Regions from separate parts of the Mus musculus genome. Here region 2 is linked to region 1. The links are chromatin contacts, called in public Hi-C maps. All regions are on one chromosome and are shown on one strand. Each heading gives the region's core, a stretch centred on a gene start, on an enhancer-like site or on the middle of the called end of the contact. The rest is flanking DNA. Distances are from core to core; before and after follow the strand shown. Region 1 overlaps Dcdc2a (doublecortin domain containing 2a). Region 2 has its middle 290 kb from the start of Gm11351.

Region 1 (7,683 bases), core at 3,802-6,301:
TGGGCTCACAATCCAGGAAAGAATTGCATCTTGGGCTATTCTGGCTTGCAGAGGCTGTGTGTTCTTGCTGAAGGCTCCCTTTTGCTTTCAAAGCCAGTGAGAGCACCTGGATTCTCTCTCACTTTCTGGTCCAAATTCTGGCTTCCCCTTTCACCTTCAGGCCCCTCAATAACCGCTTTATATTCACACCAGACTCAGCCTGTGAAATCTTACTTCTATGTCCCACACACTGTAAGGTGGCCTCAGTTTCCCTGTATTCTGATGTGGGCATCTGGCAGGGATGATGACTGTTTAAGCTTTGACGTAATAATTCATCCATCCCAGTCAAGGTTGCACTTCAATCTTTTTGATCCTCTCTATTCCTCTTGACCCCATCTCTGTTCACATGCTATACTACCAAGTGTGACCAGCCTGGGAGAAAGGCCTGTTAGGACAGAGAATGAAACGAGTGTGGTTGGCTCCTCACATGTACAAGCATAACTCAGTGTCCAATCATTTTTCCAACAATCTTTTTTTGATGTCTGTGCTGGGTTCTGTTCATCGATGGAGGCAGAAGTGATTGAGCTGGACACACCCTGCTCTCCGCTTTGGGAGGAAGTGGAGGACAGGAAGTTGGCAAATCAATGAGCACCAGGCAGAGCACAAGAAGGAGACCCTGTGTTCTGGCTGCGGGCATCGCAGTGAAGGATGCTTCTCCGAGAACAGAATGGCAAGGCATACTCATCAAGTGAAGAGGGACAGAGGGTGTGGGAGGTACAAAGCCACATGATGGTAGTGGGGTTTCTGTTGGGGACAGAATGAAGGGTCAGTGTGTGTGTGTACAGGAAAGGGAATCAGTATGACATGCTCGTACACAGCTCAGCTGCCCAATCCCAATAAAAATATTTATTTTATTTATTTAGTGTATGCAAGTACACTATAGCTGTCTTCAGACACACCAGAAGGGGACATCGGACCCCATTACAGATGGTTGTGAGCCACCATGTGGTTGCTGGGAATTGAACTTGAGACCTTTGGAAGAGCAGTCAGTGCTCTTAACCGCTGAGCCATAGCTCCAGCCTTCCAATCCCAATTCTTTACACCACGGTGAGAAATTTGTGTTCTAAGGTGTGACGGAAGGGTGTTGGAGGGTTTCCAGGCTGTGGGATGAATTAAATAGTGTGTGTGTGTGTGTGTGTGTGTGTGTGTGTGTGTGTGTGTGTGTGTGTCTGTGTAGAGGCCAGAGAGTAACCTCTGGTGTCTTCACCATTTCACAAGAGTTTCCCACCTTGTTTTTTGAGACAGGGTCTCTCACTGAATCTGGAGCTCACTGATTTGGCTAACTAGCTGGGTAGTGAGCCCTGGGGCACCTCTAGGATCTGCCACACATGGCTGCTGCTATTGTCTCCCCCCTCCGTCTTCCCCTCCCGCTTCCCTTACCCTTCCCCCTTCGATTCCCCCTCCCCTTCCCCCTCCTCTTCCCCTTCCTGATTATCTGTTTAACATGGGTGCTGGAGTGTGGTCTTAGATCCTTGTGCTTGTGTAAACTGAGCCATGTCTCAAGCCCAAATCAAATAATTTTTATTTTAGTCTTTTAATTAAAACTTTATTTTGGAGAACTTGTATAACAAAACAAAACAAAACAAAACAAAACAAAACAAAAACACCCTCATGCCATGAGATTAGCAAAACTCAAAGTGTACACAGGTCAGTGAAGTTCTGTATAGGTAGAATGGCCATTCTGACATCATGGGACTTGGGTTTGTATGATACACTTTCATTACCAGTTACATTGTGATGTACGTATCCACCTCTCCCTGTGCCCTCCCCCCCCACATGAGACAAATCTACAGCAGAGTTAGAACTAGACCAGTATTGAGTTTGACTTCCCTGTTGTGACATGTCTTCCCCTGCACTCCATTCGTGGCTTCTAGTGTTGCCTCTCTCTTGGACCTCTGGTCATCAGGATTCTGACTGACAGCTTCAAAGGGGACCTCTCACGCCTGTCAGCCCAGAAGGGAAGATTCATTTAAGCCACAAGGAGAACAGGGTTTAAACAGGGTAGAAGTGGCTGGAAGAGAGAAACAGCAGGAGGGGAGCTTTGATTAGGGAAATAAATACGGGAGAAAAGTGAGGAGGTTAAATAGCAATAAAGATATCTGAAAAAGTCACAATGTGTCATAGTATTGTTTATTTACCTAAATTTTCACAGAACACATATAAAATATGTATATGTATGTGTATGTGCACGTGTGTGTGTGTGTGTGTGTGTGTGTGTGTTTACTTTTACTTTCGAAGACAACATGAATGCCCCATCTTCCCCACAGGTACATGCACACTGAAATTCTTTTACAGATAACATTTGTAGACCAGTTTGATGTTTACATATTACTTATATTATTTGGTACTGTCAGTTTAGCTTGACAAACATTTTCTCAAACCTATTGTTTGAAGGCAGCCATTGTGGCACTAGGACTTGCAAAGACAAAAGCAGTGGCCTCCACCTGAAGGATTTGTAGAACATCAGGGACCAAAACAGAGTAAGGAATAGAAGCTGATAAACAAAACAATGATTTATGAATAAAGACTGTGAGATGATGGGTTCCTGGGAGGGAATAAATAACTGGTTCTGTTCGGCTCTGTGGTCAGGAGTGGCACTGGAAGTGATCTTTATAGAGTATTAACATTGGATGTGATTTGAACTGAGGGTTAGATGATACCAGGACTTCTGTATGGACAAGAGAGAGAACATGAAGTGGACATGGTGATGTAGGCTATGAAACAATCCAGGCACACCCTACTGATGTACATCGTCTAGGACAGGAGATGAAGCTTTGGCAGATGTAGGGGAGGCTCTGTCAATGGAGTGCAAAGTAGGAGAGATACATAAGATGAGGGCCAAGGATACAGGATGGTCCAGTAGGAGAGATACATAAGATGAGGGCCAAGGATACAGGATGGTCCAGTAGGAGAGATACATAAGATGGGGGCCAAGGATACAGGATGGTCCAGTAGGAGAAATACATAAGATGGGGGCCAAGGATACAGGATGGTCCAGTAGGAGAGATACATAAGATGAGGGCCAAAGATACAGGATAGTCCTGCAGGCATGATTAACTAGATGGTAAGAGATGGGGTGGGAAGGGAGATAGCAAGGTGAGATTTCCTTAACCAGGAGGCAGGAGGGGAATCCAATTAGATACTGCAGAGGGAGATGGTACAGTTGCATCCTGTGCTCGGAGAGAACAGTGTGGAAAGGAACAAAACACCCACAAAGTGTCTGGAGCAGCGGCACGTGAGGAGGGGGCATCAACAGGAAGGGATTGACATGTGAGAAGAAGAGTAAGCCTGGAGCTTGCTTTTCGCCTTACTTTCAATAAATGCTCACTGTGAACTTACTGTGTACAGTGCTCTAGGCTTACTCTTAGAAAACAAGAATCAGAAGCGAGATATTTGCTTCTGCTGTGTACACAGAGAGGGAGATAGCACTTGCCTGTGGGTCCTCCTCTACCAGGGGCTGAACCTCTACAATCTGCTTCCTAATTCCAGAGTGGCGTTTCTTTACTAATCTCAATGCAGTTAGACATCAATCAACTTCTTACAATGTCTCCTATCTGTTTCAAGATCCGATCTGCATTAGCAATTATGGCACAGTCTCGCCATACTTTTAATGTTTTCAAGGAACACTTAATGTCTTGATAAGTGCTCATGATATAATTTTAAAGTACTTAGTGACTTATACATTTCAAGTTTTATTTGTTTGAGAGGGAGAGAGAGAGAGGAGAGAGGAGAAGACAAGGAAGAAAAAGGGGAGTAAGAGGAGGAGGGTGTTGGAAAATGTTGGCAATTGCTGTCTCTGGACCATGAGGTATCGGAAGGGATTTATTTCCTTCATCGTCTAACTTTCCCAAACTGTATACATGTTATAGCAAGACGAATAACAACACTACTTTTAAGAAATGCATGTTCCCTAAGAATGTATAGCACCACCACCTTAGTAACATTTATAATGAGAATGAATTAGCATCCCAGTGGGCTCTTCCCTCTGCTACTGGTTTTGGTTTCAGTTGAGCCTGGTAGACATTTCACTCCACTCCAGCCCTCTTCCCTAATGCCAGAGGAAACAGTTCAGCTGCTGCCCTCTTACCTATGAGACCCCTGACCTCTGAGCAACTTTGCACTGTTCAGTGTCTCTCACTTTGTTGGGCTGTAAGCAGCCACAGGGAGCAGATTACATCAGTGTGAGTGCTCTACAGCGTGAGTGCACTGACCTACATCCCAGTCTAGGAACTAAGTCTCATTCATGTCTTACACTACAGTGTTGGTGTCTTATGTATGGTTATTCCTCAACAAATGTAAACATACATTTTGCATATAGTTAAGATTGACCTTGGACCTTTAGCAATGTGTGGTGTCATGTGGCATGCATTAAGTAATTTTTCTAACAATCATGCCTTTGTTACAGAAGACAGGATCAGTTTCTAGGCTGCAGGGATAATCAAACACTGGAGTAGCGTAAAGGAGGTAACATTTCCATCCTTGGGGAGCCTTAAAAATTAGGCAAAGAAGACATCTGTGAGGGTGGCTGAAGCACTAAATCTGTCTGGAAGCAAGTAGACAGACAGAATGACAGATGGCTCTAGGATTTGATTACTGGGACTGGAGAAGGGAAGGCCCCCCGAGGGGAGACATTAAAAGTTCTTCAACAGAGATTGCTGCTTTGCAAAGGGAAGCAAGTTACAGGAGCTTAGCTTAAATCCCTAGGGGCTTAGGTCTCTTCTGTTGTCAGAGCTTAAAGCCACAGGTTGTGAAAAATCCTGTAGAAATCTGCAAAGCTAGAGCACGCTGATTTTCCGCAGAAAGTCCACTGTGTGCATGAGCCTGTTGCAATAAAAACACGATTCCCTCCCCTCAATAAAGAGAATCGCTTGCCTACATTATATTGAATGCATAGCAATCTCCAGGGAAATGGAAACTCTTAAATGTATTGTAACACAGGGAACGTTGTCACTGATTGCTGGGTAGGAGGGGACTGGGGTCCAGCCAGGAGGCTTTTCCATCTCTGGCGACTGGCGGCACCAGTCAGCAGCAGTGTGTGAGCAGGCAGCCATTCCAGCAGAGCTCTGCTCTCCTTCCTCTGGCCACAGGACCTCCTCTCAGTTAAAGCATAATGATCGGGGCCCAGGATCTTTAAGAGGAACTGAAATCTACATATCCCTCTTTAGGTATTTTACTGTAATGTCAGCTTTCAGCCACACGATGTCACGATTGGATTTTGTTTTTTTTTTTTTCATATGAGTTTGTCTCCACAGGTGAAGGCATTTTCAAAGCTGGAGCAGAGAGATCTGAAACAAGGGGGGCAGCAGAAGTTCAAGAAGATGAAGACACCCAGGTTGAGGTTCCAGTGGACCAGGTAATCTTCCTGCCTCTAAACATTCACAGAACCCAGCAGTGATGGCCTTGTTACCCCCTCCGGCCCCGACCCCCTACACTCAGGCGCCAAGAGGTCAAATGACTTCTGAGGTATACCAAGTTCTTCTTGGTACTCCTCCAGAAAATACCCACCTGCCTCTCTTCAATGTGGAAGTGGTATGTTCTTAATAAGCAGGACAAAACAGAGGGAGCTGGATGTGAGCCACAAGCTCACAAAGTCCGATTTAAAAACGAAGCACTGGCTGGGAATTTTAATCTTAGGAAAAAGTCATTTTCTAAAAGAAAACGTGTTTTAAAAATGCCATGATAGTCTCTCCTTCAGGGTCTTCAATATTTTTTGTGGTTAGATTTCTCTTCTTCTTTTGTAAAGGAACTGCTCACATAAATAGAACTCAAATGTTTTCTATGTGTGTAGTAATGTCCTTTCCTAGGCCAGGGGGACAGTGGACTTATTTGTGTTACAGGAAGGTATGCTAACAGAAGAAATTAAGACATGTTAATTCTGGCTAACTTCAAGAAGTAAGCCAGTTATCCGTGTGCTTATGTGTGCTCATATGCCCAAGCCCCCCTTGTGTGTGTGTGTGTGTGTGTGTGTGTGTGTGTGTGTGTGTAGGTCAGAGGTAGACACTGAGAGTCTTCTTCAGTTGTTTTCTGTCTTACTTTTGAGACAGGGTTTCTCAGCAAACCTGGAGTTCACTAGTTTGCTTAGACAGCTGGCTGGCAAGCCCTGAGGATCCACCCGTCCCTGCCTTCTCAGCACTGGGTCAAAGATGTGTGCCCTGCTTAGCCTTTCATGTGGGTTCTGGGCATCTGACGTCCTCATGCTTGCTTAGCACGCTCTTACCCACTGAGCCAACTCCCTAGACCCTACCATGCATTTTTTTATTTATAGTAATTCCTTATTAAATTTGAATTATATGAATTACAGCATAGTTCTCTTCCCTTCACTTTTTTATTTTTTACACTGAAAGATCTTGCAGAGTTCATATTAATAATACAGTGAACCTTTGAAAGCCCCACTGTATGTACCAAAATGAGTTCACACATAGGAGTCCACTTGTATTCTAAAGGAGATTATAAATAAGGCAGCAGCCGTCTAACCAAACTATTGTACCTGGTACCATCAGTGTATACATTACATTGCTTTGCTATATCAAGCCTGGCTCCATATTGAAATAGCTTGGAGAACTTAAAAAAAATTGATACCTGTGTCCAAAAGAAATAAATTAATAAAATACTCCCTGTTGCACTTTTTAATATGATCATTACAATTATAACTTGAGGACTGGGGTTCAGTGTGAGACTCTGGAGAAAGGTAGAAGTCACTAGGAATTGCCATGTGTCCTGTGACTATTGTGTGCTATTTCCTTTTCTAAAAGCAAATTTCACAATCAGGCAGGTCCACGAGCGATCTTCCCACGCGTGTTTGTCTTATCAGGGTGGCAGTGAGGCTGACTTCTGACTATTCTCCCATACTTCCTGCATGCATTCTTCCCAGTGAAAATCCTGTTGTGCTAAACTTCACAGATTTCAAAAATCCAATTTATTTTCTAGGATTTGCTCTCACTAATAATTTTTCATAAACCCCAGTTGTAGTTTTTTTCCCCCTGGGAGAAAACACAGTTTTAAGTCTTGTGTGAAACCATAATTAAATATTATATTTTCGGACAAAGAAGAGTAATCATGTATGCACAAAATTTATTAGTTGTCAAAGCTAAGACTAATTTATATTCTAAAGTCAAAACCTCTTCTCAAGCAATGTGAGGGGCATCTGTTTGCCTAGGTGTTGTGTGCTTTGGAGAGAGGGGCATGGGGAGGGAGGATGGATCTCCTATGTCATTGGATCAGCCTTGCATCTCAGTGTCTGGTTTCTTATTGGACATGTGGAGATAGCTGAGAAAAATGCAGCCTGGGGAGTGAGAGACAAACTCAAAATGGGCAAGAAAAGCACCAGGAGACTGAAGGACCTGGAGGAGAAGCAGCCGGTGACAGAGGCTCCTCGGTGCTTCCCTCTGCCCTGTTCCACGCAGTGCTGGGATCCTCAGTTGCGTTTGTTCCACAGTGGGCACCGTGTGCTAGGGTCGGTGTCAGAGCCTCTTCTGTATGTTAGATGGCTTTAATCTGAACATTGCACGAAGCCAGTGAGGGTGTGGAATGATAATCACCAGTGGCAACCTCTCCATAACAGTAAGAGCAGCTCTGAAGACCACACCCATTTGTGGTACGCATTAAATATCAGCTACTTTTCATCAGGTACCTGCTAAGGGCTGA
Region 2 (7,683 bases), core at 1,856-4,355, 490 kb after region 1:
GTGACCTTTTCACAAAGGCGTTGACAACTGAGTCAGAACGACATACTTTACACGCAACCACATAGAGCCAAGGAGCTATCACCACTCGCATCCTTTTTAAAAAATCTGTCTAGCAAATACATATGTGCTCTCACTGCACGTGGTTCTGGCTCCTGAGTTTCTGAAGTTATTCATAGGAAAATTGTCTAAATTTCTTGAGTATAATCTTAATGGTATCTTTATTTACCTCTGCATTACCAGGTTGAAAATTTGCAGATTATAGTTGCTTTTGAATGAATGTTTGCTTAATGAATTAAGTTTATGCTTTGTCTTATTAGTTTATAGAAGGAAGACAGAATGAGCCATGAGCTTACTTCTTCCTATGTCACTATTAGCAGTGTGAATTGATTATAAATGTTTGAAAAGACATTTGGCAATGGATATAAAAGCCATACCGTTACAAACATTTCTTTGAGCTATTACAATTCAACTCCTAGACATGTATCATAAGGAAATAATGTAAAAAAATACCATTTATGAAACTTTTCATCAAAGCTGCTAAAAATGAAAAAAAAAAGCGACCTAAGCAGTCATACTATCTAACAGTGGAAAGTATAAAACAATGGTAAATTCGCCATCTGGACTGGTGAGATGTTTCGGGGCTTAAGAGCACTTACTGCTCTTGCAGAGATAGAATTAGGTTCCTAGCACCCAGTTCACTGGCTCAAAACTGGCTGTACCTTCAACTTCATGGAATCCATCACCAACTTCTGGCCTCCAAAAGAGCTAGCAAATGTAACACACACACACACACACACACACACACACACACACACACAGAGAGAGAGAGAGAGAGAGAGAGAGAGAGAGAGAGAGAGAGAGAGAGACTAAAAACCATTAACCACATAACCACAAATACCATAAAGGACATAAAAATATGACCATATTTTAAATGAAAATTACAATATAATAGAAAGATGTTAAAAGTTATAACCATTTAAAAGAGACAAATATGGTCAATTTTGGAGAAGGTCCCATGAGGTGCTGAGAAGAAGGTATATCCTTTTGTTTTAGGATACTTTGCCCCTTCTTAGAATTGGAAACAATCTCCCATGGAAGGAGTTACAGAGACAAAGTTTGGAGCTGAGACAAAAGGATGGACCATCTAGAGACTGCCATATCCAGGAATCCATCCCATAATTAGCCTCCAAACGATGACCCCATTGCATACACTAGCAAGTGTTTGCTGAAAGGACCCTGATATAGCTGTCTCTTGTAAGACTAGGCCGGGGCCTAGCAAACACAGAAGTGGATGCTCACAGTCAGCTATTGGATGGGTCACACAGCCCCCAATGGAGGAGCTAGAGAAAGTAACCAAGGAGCTAAAGAGATCTGCAACCCTGTAGGTGCAACAACATTGTGAACTAACTAGTACCCCGGAGCTCTTGACTCTAGCTGCATATGTATCAAAAGATGGCCTAGTCGGCCCTCACTGGAAAGAGAGGCCCATTGGACACACAAACTTTATATGCCCCAGTACAGGGGAATACCAGGGCCAAAAAGTGGGAATGAGTGGTTAGGGGACTGGGGAGGGGAGGGTTTGGGGGACTTTTGGGATAGAATTGGAAATGTAATTGAGAAAAATATGTAATAAAAAATTGGAAAAAAACAAAAGAAAAAAAAAGAGACAAATATACTAGAACATCAAAACTGAGAAAATAATAAACATTTCTGTAGGAAAAAGGATGTAAAACTTCTGGCGGGTACTGAGAAGATCATGATGGGTACTGAGAAGGTCCTGGTGGGTACTGAGAAGACCTTAGTTGGTACTGAGAAGGCCCTGGTGGGTACTGTGGAGGTCATATGAACCACCAGAGTGAGTATGTGATCATCTGGGTAAAGCAGACAATGGATTCAAGTTCCAGATTTTTTGCTTGGACTTCTGTGGTCATGGGAAATCTTAGTGTCTGTTTAGGCAGGAGAATAATCTTCCTTATGTACCTCATGGTGTTTTAGAACCTAGCCAATAATGATAGTGATGGAATTTTGAAACTAGTAATAATGAAACATGATGCAAATTTCCATGCATGACATGAATATTAACATACCCTGTCATTCTCATTGTGCTTTCTAGCAGTAAGGATGACAAAATGAAATCATGACAGTCTTTAATATTAACCACCTTCTCCCGGCAAATATATCAGTTTGTTAGGGCACAGATATGAAATGCTCTTATAATAGATGTTAATATTAGGCCTGGACATGGTAGCAATGAGGCCCTAACTAGACATGCCATTGTTGTGTAGCAGTGGCCTTGTAAGTGAAATATTCCATCCTGGAGGAAAGCTCATTTAGGTCTAAAATGAGCCCCCATAAGACACAGGAAGTTTAAATTTCTAAAGAGAGGTAGGTTATGATGCTGCAAGTAAACAATACAGAAGTCTCAGGAAGTCCCAGAAACTTGTTATATGTGCAAGGCTATATTAGCAATAAAGGGTGCCAAGGAAAGAAGAATTTGTATCCTGCTGAGCTACCTACAAATCATGCAAAGAGTCCCAGGTTTCATGTTTTCATGAGCTGTCACCCCATGCTGGGTGCATAGCTGACTTTGAGTCATCCTTGGTCCTGTAGGTAATCTCTCACACACACTCTTGGGACTGACCCTAATGAAATCATTGGTTCACCAAGTTGGACTTTTATGCTATCATTACCTTGCTCTGTCATCAATACTTTATCTGGACTGAGTAAATACTCATTTGCATCTCCCTCAAAATAGTGTCACATGAAAGGGGCAACCAATCCTGTCTCCTTAAGCGTCTACATCTCAAATAATGGCCCTCATCCTGAAAGTACTCCCCCCCCCCTTTAAACTTGGGTTTCTAGTTTGAATTTACTAATCTTTTTCTCTCTGGGGAAATTATATTTTCTAAAAATACTGACTAGTTTTCTGCCATTTGCTGCTGTGTAGCTACTCAACATTTCACATTACTAGTGCCTTTGGGTGATAAGCTCTTAGGAACAAGAGCTACTCTTTATTTTTGCAGAAGGTGCCCTACTTTTGTGCACTGAATATAGAACTCTTGCAAAACTGTATTCTAGAAACAGGAACTCAGGATAGAAATAACCCCATCCTTCTCAGGAGAGCGTGACTGTGGTAGTGAGTTTGGAAGGATATAAAATTAGATTGTTGCTAAGGAGAGCTCAACTACATTTCCTATTTAATCTTTGACTTTTCCCATGACCTGTGGGGAAAAACATTCCCACCCTGCATACCGAAGGGCACATTGATTCATTCTGCTGATTATTCAGTGCAAAATTTTATTGCTTAAACAGCTATGACAGAGAATGGATCTCTTCTTACTCATTAACATGAATATTCACCAGAATTCAGCTATGAATGTCACCAACAGGATGCAAAATTTTCATCTCATAGTCCACATGACCTGCCTGTGACTCAAATATTCATTTAAAATGTTCTGAAATTCAGTTTGAAACTTTTTTGGACTTATTCAAAATACATCATACAAGTTCCAAAAGTGTATTTGATATCATCTACATTAGCAACTACTCAATAGAAATTCATGAACAAGAATTTAATGACAGATCATAAGAACGTCACAAAGTCCTTTGATATCTCATTGGCATGTGTAGAAAAAATTGCATATCAAGTCATGTGTATTGTCACTTCAACACATGCTAATTTCTAGCTTTAATGAAATACTATGACCAAAGCATCTCACAGAAAAGACAATTCATTATGGACTTGGTGTTCCAGGAGATTAAAACAAAGATATCAGAGCAGAGGCAGTAAGTGACAAGTGATGCTGAGGGCTCAAATCTTGAACCACAAACAAGAAACAGAGAGACCTCATTTGACATGGCATGAATGTTTTGAAAGCTCAAAACCAACCTTGGTAATGTAATTCCTCTATCAAGCCCACACCATTAAGCCTATCCAAACATCCACCAATTGGGAACCATATCAAATGTCCTAGATTTATGGTTCTCATCTCATTAAAACCATCACACTATCCTTCTTGCCTTTGTAGTTTTTCATTTGTTTTCATTGTTTAACCTTTCCACCCCATTTTTTGAAGGTCTTCTTTCTTTTCCTTTGGTATATTGTGCATATGTGGATGTGTGGGTAGAGATGGAATGCACTGGAGAGGAGGGGCCAGAGGAGAAGGTTGAGTGTCTTCCTCTGTTGCTTTCTATTCATTCTTTTCAGACAGTCCCTCAGTGAAATGAAGGTTCAGAGCTGGCTAGACCGGAAGATGCTGGATATGCCTTGCCTCTGGCCCTTGGTGCTGGGATTATAGGTGTGTTCAGACATGTCTGAGCTTTTATATTATGCACATTATAAATATTTTCCTTATGAATGCATAGTTCTCATACTCACTGAACTAACCTATCTTCTCAGATCCTCCCACTATTTGAAACTTGGGGTGTTTTACAGCACTCAGATTGTTAGTGCTTCTGTTTATATTTGAATTCTCTTATATGGCTATGTAATTATAAATGCATATAACACATGAAACATAGTCCATAAGCACAGTCATACAGAAGACTATCAGTATCTATCTATGCTTCTATCTATTTGTTTATTTTTACCTTGTATCCAAGAAAACATTGAAGTTGGCTCTTTGGTATATAGTCCTCACTGGAATCTCAGAGGCAATTGAACTATTTGACACTAACTGCTTTGGAACGATAAATAACTTCAGGATAGGTGTTTGAGTTGGGTTTGTAAGCCATGAATATTTCTAAGTTTAATGTGTTGAATTCCTGTCTAGACCTTCATATTATTAGCATTTCCATCACAGATCAGCCAGAAAGGACAACAGGAAAAACCTCCAACTGAAGTCCTCGTGCAGCCTCAACAGTGAAGGGCCAGATTTCAGGATGGCAGGTCCTTGTGTAGCCCAAAATGCATTCTTCCTCAATTAGAAACCTTCCTTTTTCAGGAATAAGAGTCATATTTGAGAAGTCAGTATTTGAGACTGCATATTTGTCCCAAAATGCAAAGCTCACTGAGAGAGCCATTATTTTTTATTCTGAAGAGAATCGTAACCATGCTTTAGAAATTGGATAAAACCATCTACGGGTCTTCATTACATTTTTGCCAAATCTGCCCCAGGTTATCTAATGCCCAGGAGTCATGACCTCAGAAGCACTTGCCAAGCACTGGCTTCTGAATCACTTTTTGTCACTTCTTATTTGATTGAGTACCTATGCTCATGAACATACATGAAAGAGCTGTCAGCAATGATCATCCCACTCCATCCAGGCATACTAGACTCATCTTATAACCCAAACAACCTACACACTATCCAGTGACAGGTTATTGAATGTAATACAGCAATTTCTCCATCATTCATTGGAACTGAGAGAAATCTAGAGGAAGTGACTTCCAGTAGAACAGATTTTGTGGAAGCCGAATATACCTTTCAAAGTATATAGTTCACAATGTACCCTGGATTAGAAACAGCAAGCAATTGACTTTGGATGATCATTGCAACACTAATTACGAAGGATTTAAAGATGTTCACATCACACTGGTCCAAATTTAAAACAGTTTCTCCCTCTTGCTGATGAGCCCCAGCTGTGGTAGTAAAGAGCTTGGGATTTGTAGTTACATTATAGTATTTGGCAAAGACACTTTTTAGTGTCTAGGCAAAAAAAAAAAAAAAAAAAAAATCTGCTGTGTTGGAGATTCGTCCTCTTTCCTTTTAGTTTGTCTTCTTTGATATCAGAAAGATCATGTTCATCTTCCCAGCTCTTCATTGCAGTACTGATGGCAAAGGCCATACCTACAGCAGTGCTTTACGAGAATTTCCAGAACTTTAACAAAATGCTTCAGACAAGTAACATAAAAGGAGAAAAGATTTCCTGCCCAAAACAATAGATGGGATTGCTATTGTCTCTGGCTGCCTACTACAACCTGGAGGTAAGATCTTATTGCTAATGGCTTCACACACACTGGGCACTAGACATGGAGGAATCAAGCTGCCTAGAAGCCTCCTGTGTAAGGACTAGCTCTAAGATAAGCTTCCAAAGGAGAAAGTATACAATTTTCTTACCGAGCTGTCACACCTACAAACCAAAACATTGTTCATCATGGCAAAATATTCCCAATTATGCAATAGTGGCACTTATGTCACTTAGACTAAAACCTAATCAGTAGGAGGAAATTCATGTCTGGTACCTTAAACTTGGCAATTACCAGAGTCTGGAGGGTCATGAAACCTATAAGAGAAACTCTATCTCCATGTTCCTAAGCCAGTATAAATCCTAAGTGCATAGTAAATATTTATTTTTATCTGCACAGAGAAGTATAGTTTACACCTCTCACCAAAGAAGCTTCTTGCTGTTGCTGCTGCTGCTGTTGCTGTTGCTGTTGCTGCTGTTGCTGCTGTTGCTGCTGCTGCTGTTGCTGTTGCTGTTGCTGCTGTTGCTGCTGCTGCTGCTGTTGCTGTTGCTGCTGCTGCTGCTGTTGCTGTTGCTGTTGCTGCTGTTGCTGCTGTTGCTGCTGCTGCTGTTGCTGTTGCTGTTGCTGCTGTTGCTGCTGCTGCTGCTGTTGCTGTTGCTGCTGCTGCTGCTGCTGTTGCTGTTGCTGCTGTTGCTGCTGTTGCTGCTGCTGCTGCTGTTGCTGTTGCTGCTGTTGCTGCTGTTGCCTTTGTTGTTGTTGTTGTTCTTCTTCTTCTTCTTCCTCTTCTTCTTCTTCTTCTTCTTCTTCTTCTTCTTCTTCTTCTTCTTCTTCTTCTTCTTCTTCTTCTTCTTCTTCTTCCGAAGTTCATAACTTACAGAAATATACAGTTCTCTGATAGAGAACTGCAGAGAACAAATGGCTGAAGGTACCCAACCTGACGTGGTATATCTTCAATACAACTAAAACATTTGAGAAGAGGTGGGAAAATTATTGCCCATGGGACTAGGAGCTCTGCTTCGAGGTAGCACTAGTGTCTTTTATATAGGACAGGGCATTTTCATTCATGAAGTCACAAAAGTTTGGTCCCATAAAACAAAACCTACTCAATGGCACTACTAGTTAACAACATTCCAGCGTGGGTGGAAGAAATCTCATAAGGCTCCAAACCTTTGTACAATATATATATTTACTCAATACTACTGAGAGACACAGAGAGAGAGATAGAGAGAGAGAGACAAAGAGACAGAGAGACAAAGAGACAGAGAGAGACAAAGAGAGATATTAATCTTTTTCAGGGATGAACTTTCTGATAGGTCATTCATTTCCAACTTGTTAGCTCTAGATACATACAGATAGAACAACACTAAATTGATTATGTATACATATATATTTACATATACATATATATACACACATATGTGTGTGTATGTATGAATGTATGTATATATGTTTGATTGGATGGCGGGCCATGAGAGATACTGGAGAGGAAAAGGGAGGAGATAATGATGCAAATATAGTATATTCATGTATAAAATTATCAAATATTGTTAAAAACAGACACGAGTTTTGACTGCTGTCTCAGGTAGCCTACAATCAGCATGTCCTGCATTTGGTAAACTGGAGATTATCTCACACACATCACAAAATTATGTGTCCAGAGACTTCAATGGTAAAACTACAACATGAGTAGCTTATAGTATGCAGTATGCAGCAAGCACTGGTTCCTCTTCTGATCTTATGAGAGAATAGAACTCTTGACAAAGCAGCCTTTTGGG

Evidence for each region. A called contact is a pair of places that touch in the nucleus more often than the background predicts.
Region 2: a contact with region 1 is called in a Hi-C map of cortical neurons, with 2.3 times the contacts expected there. The contact joins two enhancer-like sites. A contact is called at or near these places in 3 of 484 Hi-C or Micro-C datasets (cerebral cortex and cortical neurons) and 1 of 115 datasets of contacts at active chromatin or transcription factors (neural progenitor cells).

The regions. Positions count from the first base shown.
Region 1 is chr13:25,182,385-25,190,067 of GRCm38.p6, forward strand. It overlaps Dcdc2a (doublecortin domain containing 2a), which reads left to right. Exons shown (of 10, transcript NM_177577.3): 8 at 5,292-5,392. Among named protein-coding and RNA genes, the nearest start is that of Nrsn1, 84 kb to the right of the region's middle. Within about 2 kb of position 5,052, at least 44 of the 459 cell types and tissues checked have an H3K27ac peak or open chromatin away from gene starts, as enhancers often do. A contact at or near this core is called in cortical neurons, where this site is marked.
Region 2 is chr13:25,675,351-25,683,033 of GRCm38.p6, forward strand. It overlaps the pseudogene Gm11350. Among named protein-coding and RNA genes, the nearest start is that of Gm11351, 290 kb to the right of the region's middle. Within about 2 kb of position 3,106, at least 10 of the 459 cell types and tissues checked have an H3K27ac peak or open chromatin away from gene starts, as enhancers often do. A contact at or near this core is called in cortical neurons, where this site is marked.